Regions from separate parts of the Sus scrofa genome. Here region 2 is linked to region 1. Evidence: chromatin contacts called from public Hi-C data. All regions are on one chromosome and are shown on one strand. The core of a region is the stretch at or near the end of the contact, and the rest is flanking DNA. Distances in the headings are between cores, read along the strand shown.

Region 1 (5,516 bases), core at 880-3,379:
CCTGGCGTTTTTCTGCTCCACGGAACATAATTCATCCTTTCATTCGCTCCCTTGTTTTCCCCTGGGCGGACTTTAAAGTTCATTGGGAAGCCCAGCTGACGCTTGCTGCCTCCCCCTGGCCGAGGGATGCTGGGGTAGAGGGTTTTACTCAAGCCCAGCACTTGCGTCATGGTCAGCCTCCGCTGACCCTGCGGGGACACTGACCTGGCTGCGCCGGAGCGGAGGACTTGCCCAAAAGTCCTGGTTTGTCTCCTAAGGACAGGTCTCGTCATCTCTGTGTGCAAGCCAGCTTTTGCGGTTGAATATTGATTTAAAAAATTTGTTTTTAATTGCATGAATATCGACTTTTAAAAACCTTTTCGTTAGGGGAATTTTCAAACCTAATCCCTGCCCTCCAGCTTCAGAGTTGTCAACATAGGTTTCAACCGCCCCCGTCCGCTGGACGGTCTCCCTTTCTTTCTGGCTTGCTGGCACGTAGGACCCGGGACCCACTTTTGTCCTGAAGCGCTCCTCTCCCGCAGCCAGCCTCATCAGCACCACAGACCTTGGCACTACCAGTTCGTCCTGCTTCTGAGGAGGGAAATCTAGCTTGAGGTGGATTAAAAACGACAACAGCAACAAAACTCCTTTACTTTAAAATAATTTCAGGAGTTCTGTTGTGGCACAGCGGAAATGAATCCGACTAGGAACCATGAGGTTGTGGGTTCGATCCCTGGCCTTGCTCAGTGGGTTAAGGATCCGACGTTGCCGTGAGCCTGTGGTGTAGGTCACAAACATGGCTCGCAACTGGCATGGCTGTGGCTGTGGCTGTGGCGTCGGCCAGCAGTTTAGCTCCGATTTGACCCCTAGCCTGGGAACTCCCACAAGCCATGGGTGAGGCTCTCAAAAGACAAGAAAAAAATAAAAATAAAAAATTTCAAACTCAGAGACAGGTTACAAGCATAGGACCAAGAATACCCCTCTACCCTTCACCCAACTGTTGATATTTTGGTGCATTGGCCATAACATCGTCTCCATCTGTATATACACATATAATGATTTGCTGAGTCATTTAAAATGACAAATCTTGTACTTCTTTATCCCTAAATAGTTAAGTGTCTGTTTCCTAAGAAGAAGGGTATTTTCTTACTGAAGTACTGTATAATTAACCAAATCAAGAAACCTAACGTTCTGGAGTTCCCATTGTGGCTCAACCAGATCGGCAACATCTCTGCAGTGCCAGGACACAGGTTTGATTCCTGGCTGGGCACAGTGGGGTTAAGGATCCAGCGTTGATGAAGTTGTGGTGTATGTCACAACTGAGGCTCGGATCTGATCCCTGGCCTGGGAACTCACTGTGGCCTGGGGCAGCCAAAAAAGGGGAAGAATTTAAAAAAACAAAAACCAAAAAGCCAGAGTTCACATTGTGGCACAGCAGAAATGAGTCCTACTAGGAACCATGAGGTTGCGGGTTTGATCCGTGGCCTGGCTCAGTGGGTTAAGGATCCGGCGTTGCTGTGAGCTGTGGTGTAGGTCGCAGGTGTAGCTTGGATCTGGCGTTGCTGTGGCTGTGGTGTAGGCTGGCAGCTGTAGCTCTGATTTGACCCTTAGCCTGGGACCCTCCACATGCAGCGGGTGTGGCCCTAAAAAGCAAAAAACAAAAACAAAACCCCCCCAAACTAACAAAAAAACCCCAGTGCACACAGACATGTAAATATCTACTCCTTTGTCTTGTATTAAACATGATGAATTTGTACTGAAACCTCCGGTTCTAATTCAGCCCCGCAGGGTTCTTGCTGATACTCCTGCTTTCCTAAGAGCCCTGCCTCTTCCCATCATCCATCAATTCACTCATTTCCTCAGTTCTGCAGGCACAGGAGGTGGTTTGAGAATCACTGTACCCAAACCACTGCAAGGAATGAAGTACCTTTGAAAAACTCTTTGCTTAAGCTCTTCATTTTCTATGTAGGTCTGTTTTCTTTCCACATGTGTGTCTCCAGACTGAAAAAAAAAAAAAAAAAAAAAAAGCAGAGAAAAAAAAGCAAACAGCTTCCTATTTATTTAAAAATCTTCTAAGCAGAGGGTTGTTACTGCACTTTACGTTCCGAGAACAGATAGGCCAGTCACGAGCCCTCCCTCCCTCCTTCTCTGCGAGGATGGTGTGCTCTGGTGTGTGGGCCGTGTGTGGCTCAAGGAGGCAGGCCTGACACACAGTGCATGCATTGATTTTAAAGTAAACACAGCGCTGTTTTTCCAGTTTTTCCACTGAAAGGTAAATAAAACCACTGATCCTTGGAACGTGAGTCAGGGGGAGACGAGAGAAAATTTTAAAACGTTGCTCCTCACTTGAAAACAGTTTTAAGTTTGAAAAAGTATTCACTGCTTCTTCAGCTGAGGGGGAGGCAGGCAAGAGATGGAAGCGAAAAGGAAGTACGTGACAGTGCTATGGACTGGTAGGGAGCTGTTCTTTAGAACATAGCTGCAAACTCCAGTGCCTTGATGAGGCCTGATGGGAGGAATGGCCAAGCCAGTCCTGCAGAGCCAAGAGGTTACGTTTATGAACCTGGTCAGCCACTAAGACCTAGTTATTTCAGTCTCATGGAAGGCTCACAGAAAGTTTCTGAGAAATTCTCTCTTGCTCCCAAAAGTGAAAATATGTATATATTTTTTTTGTCTTTTTAGAATCACACCCGTGGCATATGGCGATTCCCAGGCTAGGGGTTGAATTGAAGCTGCAGCCCCCAGCCTACACCATAGCCACAACAATGTGGGATTGGAGCTGCATTTGGGACTTATACTACAGCTCACGGCAACGCCGGATCCTTAACCCACTGAGCAAGGCCAGGGATCAAACCCGCAACCTCATGGTTCCTAGTCGGGTTCATAGCCACTGAGCCAAGATGGAAGCTCCCCAAAATTGAAAGTATTATAATTGTTCCTTGGTATCTGTGGGGCCTGCCCCAATACCACAGGCCAAAGATGCTCAAGTCCCTTATGTGAAATAGTGTTATATTTGCATATAACCTATGCACATACCTCGTATCTGTTAAATCATCTCTAAATTACTTATAATACCTCATACAATGTAAGTGCTTTGTGAATTGTTGTTGGAGCACAGTAAATTCAAGGTTGGCTTTTGGGAACTTTCTGAAATTTTTTTTTTTCCCTCATGTGTAAGTTCCCAAGGTAAGGATCAAACATGAACCACAGTGGTGACAGTGCCATATCCCTAACTCCTAGGCCACCAGGGAACTCCCTGGAATTTTCTTTTTTTCTGATTTTTTTGTTTTTGTTTTTGTTTTTTTAGGGCTGCACCATGGCATATGGAGGTTCTCAGGTGAATCGGAGCTGTAGCCACTGGCCTATGTTAGAGCCACAGCAATGCAGGATCTGAGCCTCATCTGTAACCTACACACAGCTCAGGGCAATGCCGGATCCCTAACCCACTGATCAAGGCCAGGGATTGAACCCACAACCTCATGGTTCCTAATCAGACTTGTTTCCACTGCACCATGGTGGAAACTCCTTTTTCTGAATATTTTTGATCCCCATTTGGGTGAATCTGGATGTGGAACCTCTGGATATGGGGGCAATGAGGGGACTATTAATACTTTTTTGTGATTATAAAGGAAGCATAAACCTAAAACTGAAAATGTTATCATTATTTTTTGGATTTTTATTCTTTCGTGCTTGTTGAAAAAAAAGACAAAAACATTGTGACCGCTTAGTATGTGCCAGGTATGAAGTCTTAATATATATGTGTGTGTATATATAGATATATATATATTTTTTCCTTCTCATTTAATCCTCCTCATACCCATGAGGTAGGTGGTACTGCCATCTCCTTTGAGGAGGAAACAGGCAGACATGCTGTAACTTGCCCAAGGTCGCATAGTAGGTGGAGGCAGAGTTGGGATTTGACCCAGGCCTTTTTGTCTCAAGAGCCTTTGCCTGCACTCTCTGCATATATTGCCTTTCAACGAAGGAGGTTAAAAATCATGGGAAATTCTTTTTTTTTTTTTTTTTTTTTTTTGTCTTGTTAGGGAAAGATCACTGGAAATTCTTTTTTTTCCCCCCACAATGCTTGCAAATCTTGTTCTGTTGTTATGAACTCCATTGAGTGTTTGTATTTTTTAAAGAATTTTTTAGAGCAGTTTTAGTCTCACAGCAGAATTGAGAAGATATGTGGAAATTTTTTTATTCAGAGCTAACCCTGTTAATATTTTGGTATATATCCCCTCAGCTTTTGGGGTGTATGTCAATCATATGTATATAATACAGTCATGTATATGTGCGTGTATAGCTTTTTTCCCAAACTAGGAACTCGCTGTATGTATTGCTTTATAAGTTGCTTTTTTTTCCACCCAGTCTTTCCACCACAATGAAACTAGATCCTTTTAATGGCTCCAATAGCATTTTTTGGGTATGAATACACCATAGTTTAACCAGTCTTTTATTGTTGGCTGTTGCTATTCCTTTACTACTATAAGCAAGAGTTTTCGGTAAATTCTTGTAAAGATATCTTTGTTCTCTTGTCTTTTTTTTTTTCTTAGGGTAGTAAATTCCTAGGCATGCATCACTGGGTCAGAAGGCAGGCACGTTTCAGGTTTTGTGATGCCTGTGGCCTGGGTCTGTTGCAAAGACTGAATTCACACTCCCACAGTGTGTGCGCACGTGGCACATGGCCCTGTTTCGTTTAATCTCAGTTGTGCTGGGTGTTGCCAGTCTTTTTAACCTCTGCCAGTCTGTTTGGCTTGGAAAAGTGATTAATCTGTTAACTTGCATCTCTTTTCTATCTCCTTCTCCCTTTTTCTTCTGCTGCTGCTGCTTTTTTTTTTTTTTTTTTTTTTTTTTTTTGCTTTTTAGGGCCGCACCCAAGGCATAAGGAGGTTCCCAGGCTAAGAATTAAATTGGAGCTACAGTGGCCAGCCTACACCACAGCCACAGCCACGCCAGATCCTTAACCCACTGAGCGAGACCAGGGCTGGAACCCACAACCTCATGGTTCCTAGTTGGATTTGTTTCCCGTGCGCTGCGACAGGAACTCCCTCGCCAGTGCTGTGCATGTTCTTCAGCCGCCGCCCTGCGGCTCACTCCAGTGGTCAGTTCTCATCCCCAGCTCCTTGCCTTGAAAACTGGATGCAGAGAATCCATCCTTCCTCCTTGATGCTCTCTTTCCACTTGGTCGTCTGTCTTTCCTTCTGGTCACTCTTTTCCAGTCTCCTTTGCCGGTGTCCTCCTCACCACTCTAGAAACATTGTGATGCCTCGAGATGGCTTAGTCCTACATCCACTTGTTAATTTACACCTCTTCTTGTCATGGCCTCATCAGCCTCCTGGGCTTTAAATTTGGTCTGTTCCCCTGTGACTCACACCTGGGCCTTGCCCTGGGCAACCAGCGGTGGTGTTTGAAGCTGCCCGATTAGCATCCTCGGATGAACACGTTAAAAGCTGAGCTGCCTGCTTTCCCATGGCTTCTTCCATCTCAGGCAGTGGCAATTCGGTGTTGCTCGGGCTAAAAAATCTTGGAGTCCTGGA
Region 2 (5,516 bases), core at 1,231-3,730, 110 kb after region 1:
CCAGGAGCTGTGGTGTAGGTCACAGACGCTGCTTGGATCTGGCATTGCTGTGGCTGTGGTGTAGTGTGGCAGCTACACCTCTGATTGAACCCCTAGCTTGGGAACTTCCACTTGCCACAGATGAGCCCCCCACAATAAATAAATAAGATAAAAATAAGTAAACAAATAAATAAAAGCAGAACTTGGAGGGAGGAAGACTGCCTGATCCAAAGTGTCCCTGAGACCAAGCGATGTGACATCACCTGGTGGGAAAGGCCAGCACAGCCTTTTAGAGAGAATGGCTTTGGGGTTGCCCAGGTGGCAGTGGTCAGCTCCCCCTCCAGCCCGGGCTCCGAGTTCTCCGTCCCAAAGAGGGGCCCGGCTCAGTGGAGAGTTAGAGGTCAGGGGAGGTACTGGGCCAAGCGGCTCCCTGACGCTGCCTTGGCTTGTGGAGCTGCAGGTGGTGAAGGAGATGGACAACGAGAAGAGGATCCGGCTGCTGCAGTTTGTCACTGGGACCTGCCGCCTGCCCGTTGGGGGCTTCGTCGAACTCATTGGTACATTTCCCCTTGGCCTGCGGGTGCCCTTGGGGGGGTGAGGACAGCTCAAAGAAGGGGGCAGGACCTAGTGTCTTCCTGGAAGCAGATCAGTGGGAGGGAGGCTGAGCCTTCAGCGGTTGGAGCCGGAGGGTCCTGCCTTCGGAAGGGACCATCCTGTGACACACAGTGCATTTTTCCGGACCACAGGAAGCAATGGGCCACAGAAGTTTTGCATTGACAAGGTTGGCAAGGAAACTTGGCTGCCCAGGAGCCACACCTGGTGAGTGTGTTGGTTGGAGGGGAGGTGGCAGGAACCTGAGGCCGGGAGAGCGCCAGAAGGCAGCCCAGTGGGCGAGGTGTCTTCAGGGCCTTGACACTGGCCACTCTTGAGTAGCTCTGGGTGTTGGGCTTAGAGAGGAGGGGTGTGGCATGCCTGGGCCTCTGACCTTTGGGAGCTGTCACGCAGTTCCGCGCTCTGTTGGCCACCCCAGGGGTTCACTACTGAAACACCCTCTTCAAGTAGGCAAAGAGCTGCTGTTCCGAGCGCCCCCTGTTGTTCCCCATCTCCCCTGCAGCCCTGCCTCCTCTAAGCCCTGCTTGGTCCAGGGACACAGCAGAGAACCCTGTCCCAGGATCTGTCTGCCTGGCATCACGGTTGAGCGCAGTGGGGTGGTGGTGGTGGGGTTCTATGTGGACCCCCGGTGGCTGTGAGAGCTCTGACCTCCCTGTGCTGTCTGCCCAATTCTTTCTCACCAGTTTCAACCGGCTGGACCTCCCACCATACAAGAGCTACGAACAGCTGAAAGAGAAGCTGCTGTACGCCATCGAGGAGACCGAGGGCTTCGGACAGGAGTAGCTGAGGCCGCCCTCTCCCACGCCCCCCAGCACATATGCAGTCCTGAGTCCTCCCTGCCCGAGAGGCTGCTGGCTGCGCAGCCCCCGGGAGGCCCCTGCAGACGGTGGCCCCGTGTGGGACCACAGCGTCGTCAGGCCGGTGGCGGCAGAGCCTGCCTTCAAGAGGTCCCGCCTGCCCCTCCCTCCTACCCACTGGTGGCAGCCTGGAATAAAGCCCCCATGTCACCCTCGGCCCCATCACCCACTGCAGTGTCGGGAGAGCTGCCCCTCTGTGCAGAGCTCACCCTCCTTCTCCCCGAGACCCGCCCTAGCTGTGTGTGAGGGTGCCAGGCAGGGCGCCCGAGCCCAAGCCCTGGGCCTCACGGGCTGGCTAGGTGAGAAGGAGACCGGCCACTCGGGGTAGGTGTTCTGGGCTAAGGAAGCCCAAGGTCTTCGCCAGTAAAAGAGGTTCTGTTTTATATGGAACTTTCCAGTGACCTGTGTAAAGGAAGGTCTGAGGGAGAGGAGCTCTGGATCTAGGCCACCTCCCTCAATGGCTCTAGCTCCCGAGGCCGAGCAGCAAGGCCCCTTCCTGCACTCGGCGCGGGCCCGTTCGTTCTTTCCAGCAGATAAAGGGTCATGTCAGTGGGATGGAAACAGCAAACGCCCTCAGACTTTCTTTTCCCTTTGACATAAACTTGAAGCATTTTGTGTGTGGGGTTGCTTTGTGTTTCGTGGTTGCTATGCTGCTGTCACTTTCCATCAAGGAGCTGGCGTGCCAGGCATGGCTAGGACCTCGACGGCCCCAGCCCTGTTTGTCCAAGAATTGCCCCAACAGCGGCTCCACTTAGGAACCTGCTCAGCAGTTGTGTGAGCTCAGGCAGGCCTGACCTGGCAGCTCAGCTTCACAGCAGCCTTGTCCCCGAGCCCTGACAGAGAGGGAAGGGCGCTGTTGTCCCGAGTGCCACCCCAACCTTGCCCTCTCCCTCCGCGAAGAACCCCCCCCGCCCCCACCACCGCTAGATGTAGCGATGGGGCTCAAGTCCCTGGACCTCCAGGCAGCCCGTGCGTCCGGGTGGAGAATGAGGTGGGACGCAGCCACTGTGGAGTGAGCCTACTCTGCCTCCAAGTGAGGCGACAGCTGCTTGTAGGAAACCAGCAGAAGGGCCCTGAGCTGCCATGCCCAGTCGGGCCTGATTTCTGGAGCTCCCGCCAGCCTCTGCCGTGGGCATCCTGCCATGTGTTGCAATCGTCAAGGTGAACACACTCCTCTGGGAAGCTGGAGTGGTGACTGTCGCGGGGCCCCCATGCAGCCCTCGGGCCGGTCCAGGGGCCTTCTGAGGACCCTGTCATGGTCCCAGGGCCTCGTCCTTCCCTGGCCCGGCCCAGGGAGGAGGGCCCTGGCCGCTCTGTTGCGCGTGCTGATGTCAGCGGCTCAGTTCATCGCGGCTCAACCATTTTTCCTTCCCTGGAATCGTTTGCCGTGCTTCCCTGCAGCATCTCACCGTGTTGGGGGTTGGGGTGCCAGCTGCCAGGCGGGGTTTGGAAGCCTCGGGCTCTGGGTGTGCGGAGTGTGTTCATGTGGGTGTGTGTGTACATATGTGTATATAACTGAGGTGTCTGTACGGAATGCCCTTTGGTAGCTCTGAGGTGGTCACCAGATTGTTTTGTAACGCTCCCCGCCCTTGCCTCGGTATTGCCAGTTTCTTGTGCAATAAACAATCAGCAGCTGTGGGTGGTGTTGGCGTGGATGTGTCCAAATCTCTGTCCTCCAGGCAAAAGGCCTCTGGGCCCCACACACCCTCCAGGTCCAGACTGGGTGGAAATTCCATGACCTTGCTGGTTTTGAGAATTGTGTGCGTCATCTACCAAGACAGCCGCACTTCTGACAGGTTGCTGTGTCCTTGTCCAGGGGTTCCAGACTTCAGCCCTCCGTCACTTGGTTCGCGGCACCCTTTTGGCCTGGGTCTCTTTGGGCAGGTGCTGTGGCACAGGAGTGCCAAGAGATGAGGCTACAGGTTAGACAGGCTTCGGGCACCAGCTCCTGGGGACAGTGTTCTGGGCGATCATTCATTCGAGAAACATTTCCTGGGATCTCTTGAGTTCCCTGATGGTGCAGAGGGCTCTCTGGTCTTGGGCTCTTGGTCAGACAAGGGCTTGCTGACCCCTTTCTTGAAGGGTTCCGATGGGACCCATCAGTGCGGTCTTGGTGCTTTCGACATGGAAATGACTTTGTCCTGGATCAAGCCTTGCTGTGATCAGGCTTCTTTCCAGGGGAGGCAGAGATGTACAGAGCACCTCCTTCCTGGAGTTCATGAGCCGAATTCACTACCCCCCAACTCCGAAGCCTTTCTCCACTTGACAGGGCAGTGCCGTACTTTCGAGGAAATGATCCACCGAAGTCTATACATTATACAGACATCTCATAATCAATTCAAGTAAGACACCTCTCGGTGAAACTGTTCTCCCCACAAGTAACTGCTGTTCAGTGGGTGGTCCTTCCAAACAATTTTGTGTGTATAAATCATATATACATATAGTTGGAAAATACACCAAAAATGACATACATGTTGAGCAGCTTATCTCATTAAATGAGGTATTAGGGACACCTTTCCATGATTGTCAGCATAGGTCCAATGAATTCTTTAGGGCGTGATAGTCCACGGTATGGCTGTTCTGTAGCACACCCGTCTTTGTCCGAACAGGCATTGCATTTGTGTCCAGTTTGCTGGTGAATGCTGTTGGCCAGGTCTTGTGCATCGATGCTGCTTTTCCAGGAGGGGCCCGTCCTGGAGTTGGACTGTTGATTATGCACTTTTTTTTTTTTCTTTTTTGGTCTTTTCTAGGGCCGCACCCGTGGCATAGGGAGGTTCCCAGGCTAGGGGTCTAATCAGAGCTGCAGCCGCCTGCCTACACCACAGCCACAGCAATGCGGGATCTGAGCCGTGCCTGCAAACTACACCACAGCTCACTGCAACGCCAGATCCTTAACCCACTGAGTGAGGCCAGGGATTGAACCCGCAACCTCATGGTTCCTAGTCAGATTTGTTAACCACTGCGCTACGGGGAGAACTCCTGTGCACCTCTATTTTTAATTTAAAAACTTTTAAAAAGGTTTCAAACTCCAGGCTAGAAAGGGTCCACTGTGAAAGCCCCCCTCCTTTGTTCCTTAGCCATTCTGATCACCTTCTGGAGGCAGGCATTGTCGCTGGTTTCTTTTGGATCCTTCCAGATAGATTCTACCCAGCAGGCATTGTCGCTGGTTTCTTTTGGATCCTTCCAGATAGATTCTACCCAGTTGCCCTTCAGAAACATTCTTGTCTTACCAGCCTTTGCAGTGGACAGGACCCCTTGCTGCCCCACTCTGGTCACTCAGTCTATGAGCTCCCTGTCTCTCCTTTCGGCTCTTCTTCCACTTCTCCATCTCCTAACTCTGGGCATCTGCCCTTTTACTTTTGCATGGTCAAAGTAGGTTTTTTTTTTTTTATTTAAAATATTTATATTCCGAAGTTCTCATTGTGGTGAAGCAGAAACGATTCTGACTCATATCCACGAGAAGGCGGGTTTGATCCCTGGCCTCACTCTGGGTTGGAGATCCGGCGTTGCTATGAGCTATGGTGTAGGTCACAGATGCAGCTCGGATCCCATGTTGCTGTGGCTGTGCTTGGCAGCTGCAGTTCCAATTTGAGCCCTAGCCTGGGAACTTCTATATGCCGCAAGTATGGCCTTAAAAAGCCAAAAAAAAAAAAAAAAAAAAGCAATAAATATTTATATTCTATTGTGTAACTATTATGAAGCCTGTATTTTTTTTTTTTTTTCGCTGCATGCAGAAGTTCCTGGGCCAGGAATCAAACCTTCGCCCTGGCAGTGATCAGAGCCACTGCAGTTAAGGATCCAGGACCACTGGATCCTTAACTTACTGCACTACAAGGGAACTCCAGCCTGAATTTTTTCTGAAGGTTTATTAAGGAAGCTGAAAAGCATGGAGTTCCTGTTGTGGCGCAGTGGTTAATGAATCCGACTGGGAGCCATGAGGTTGCGGGTTCGATCCCTGCCCTTGCTCAGTGGGTTAAGGATCCAGTGTTGCTGTGGCTGTGGTGTAGGTTGGCGGCTGCAGCTCTGATTAGACCCCTAGCCTGGGAACCTCCACATGTTGTGGGAGCG

What was found. A called contact is a pair of places that touch in the nucleus more often than the background predicts.
Region 2: a contact with region 1 is called in a Hi-C map of liver, with 2.6 times the contacts expected there. The contact joins two enhancer-like sites. A contact is called at or near these places in 21 of 47 Hi-C or Micro-C datasets (adipocytes, blood, brain and 12 more) and 2 of 2 datasets of contacts at active chromatin or transcription factors (alveolar macrophages and skeletal muscle).

The regions. Positions count from the first base shown.
Region 1 is chr6:17,176,659-17,182,174 of Sscrofa11.1, reverse strand. The region is part of intron 4 of WWP2 (NEDD4-like E3 ubiquitin-protein ligase WWP2); the gene reads left to right. Among named protein-coding and RNA genes, the nearest start is that of WWP2, 49 kb to the left of the region's middle. Within about 2 kb of position 2,129, at least 15 of the 83 cell types and tissues checked have an H3K27ac peak or open chromatin away from gene starts, as enhancers often do. A contact at or near this core is called in liver, where this site is marked.
Region 2 is chr6:17,066,350-17,071,865 of Sscrofa11.1, reverse strand. WWP2 (NEDD4-like E3 ubiquitin-protein ligase WWP2) reads left to right here. Exons shown (of 24, transcript XM_021093861.1): 22 at 440-536; 23 at 726-798; 24 at 1,275-3,086. The coding sequence ends at 1,374. Among named protein-coding and RNA genes, the nearest start is that of MIR140, 8.5 kb to the left of the region's middle. Within about 2 kb of position 2,480, at least 10 of the 83 cell types and tissues checked have an H3K27ac peak or open chromatin away from gene starts, as enhancers often do. A contact at or near this core is called in liver, where this site is marked.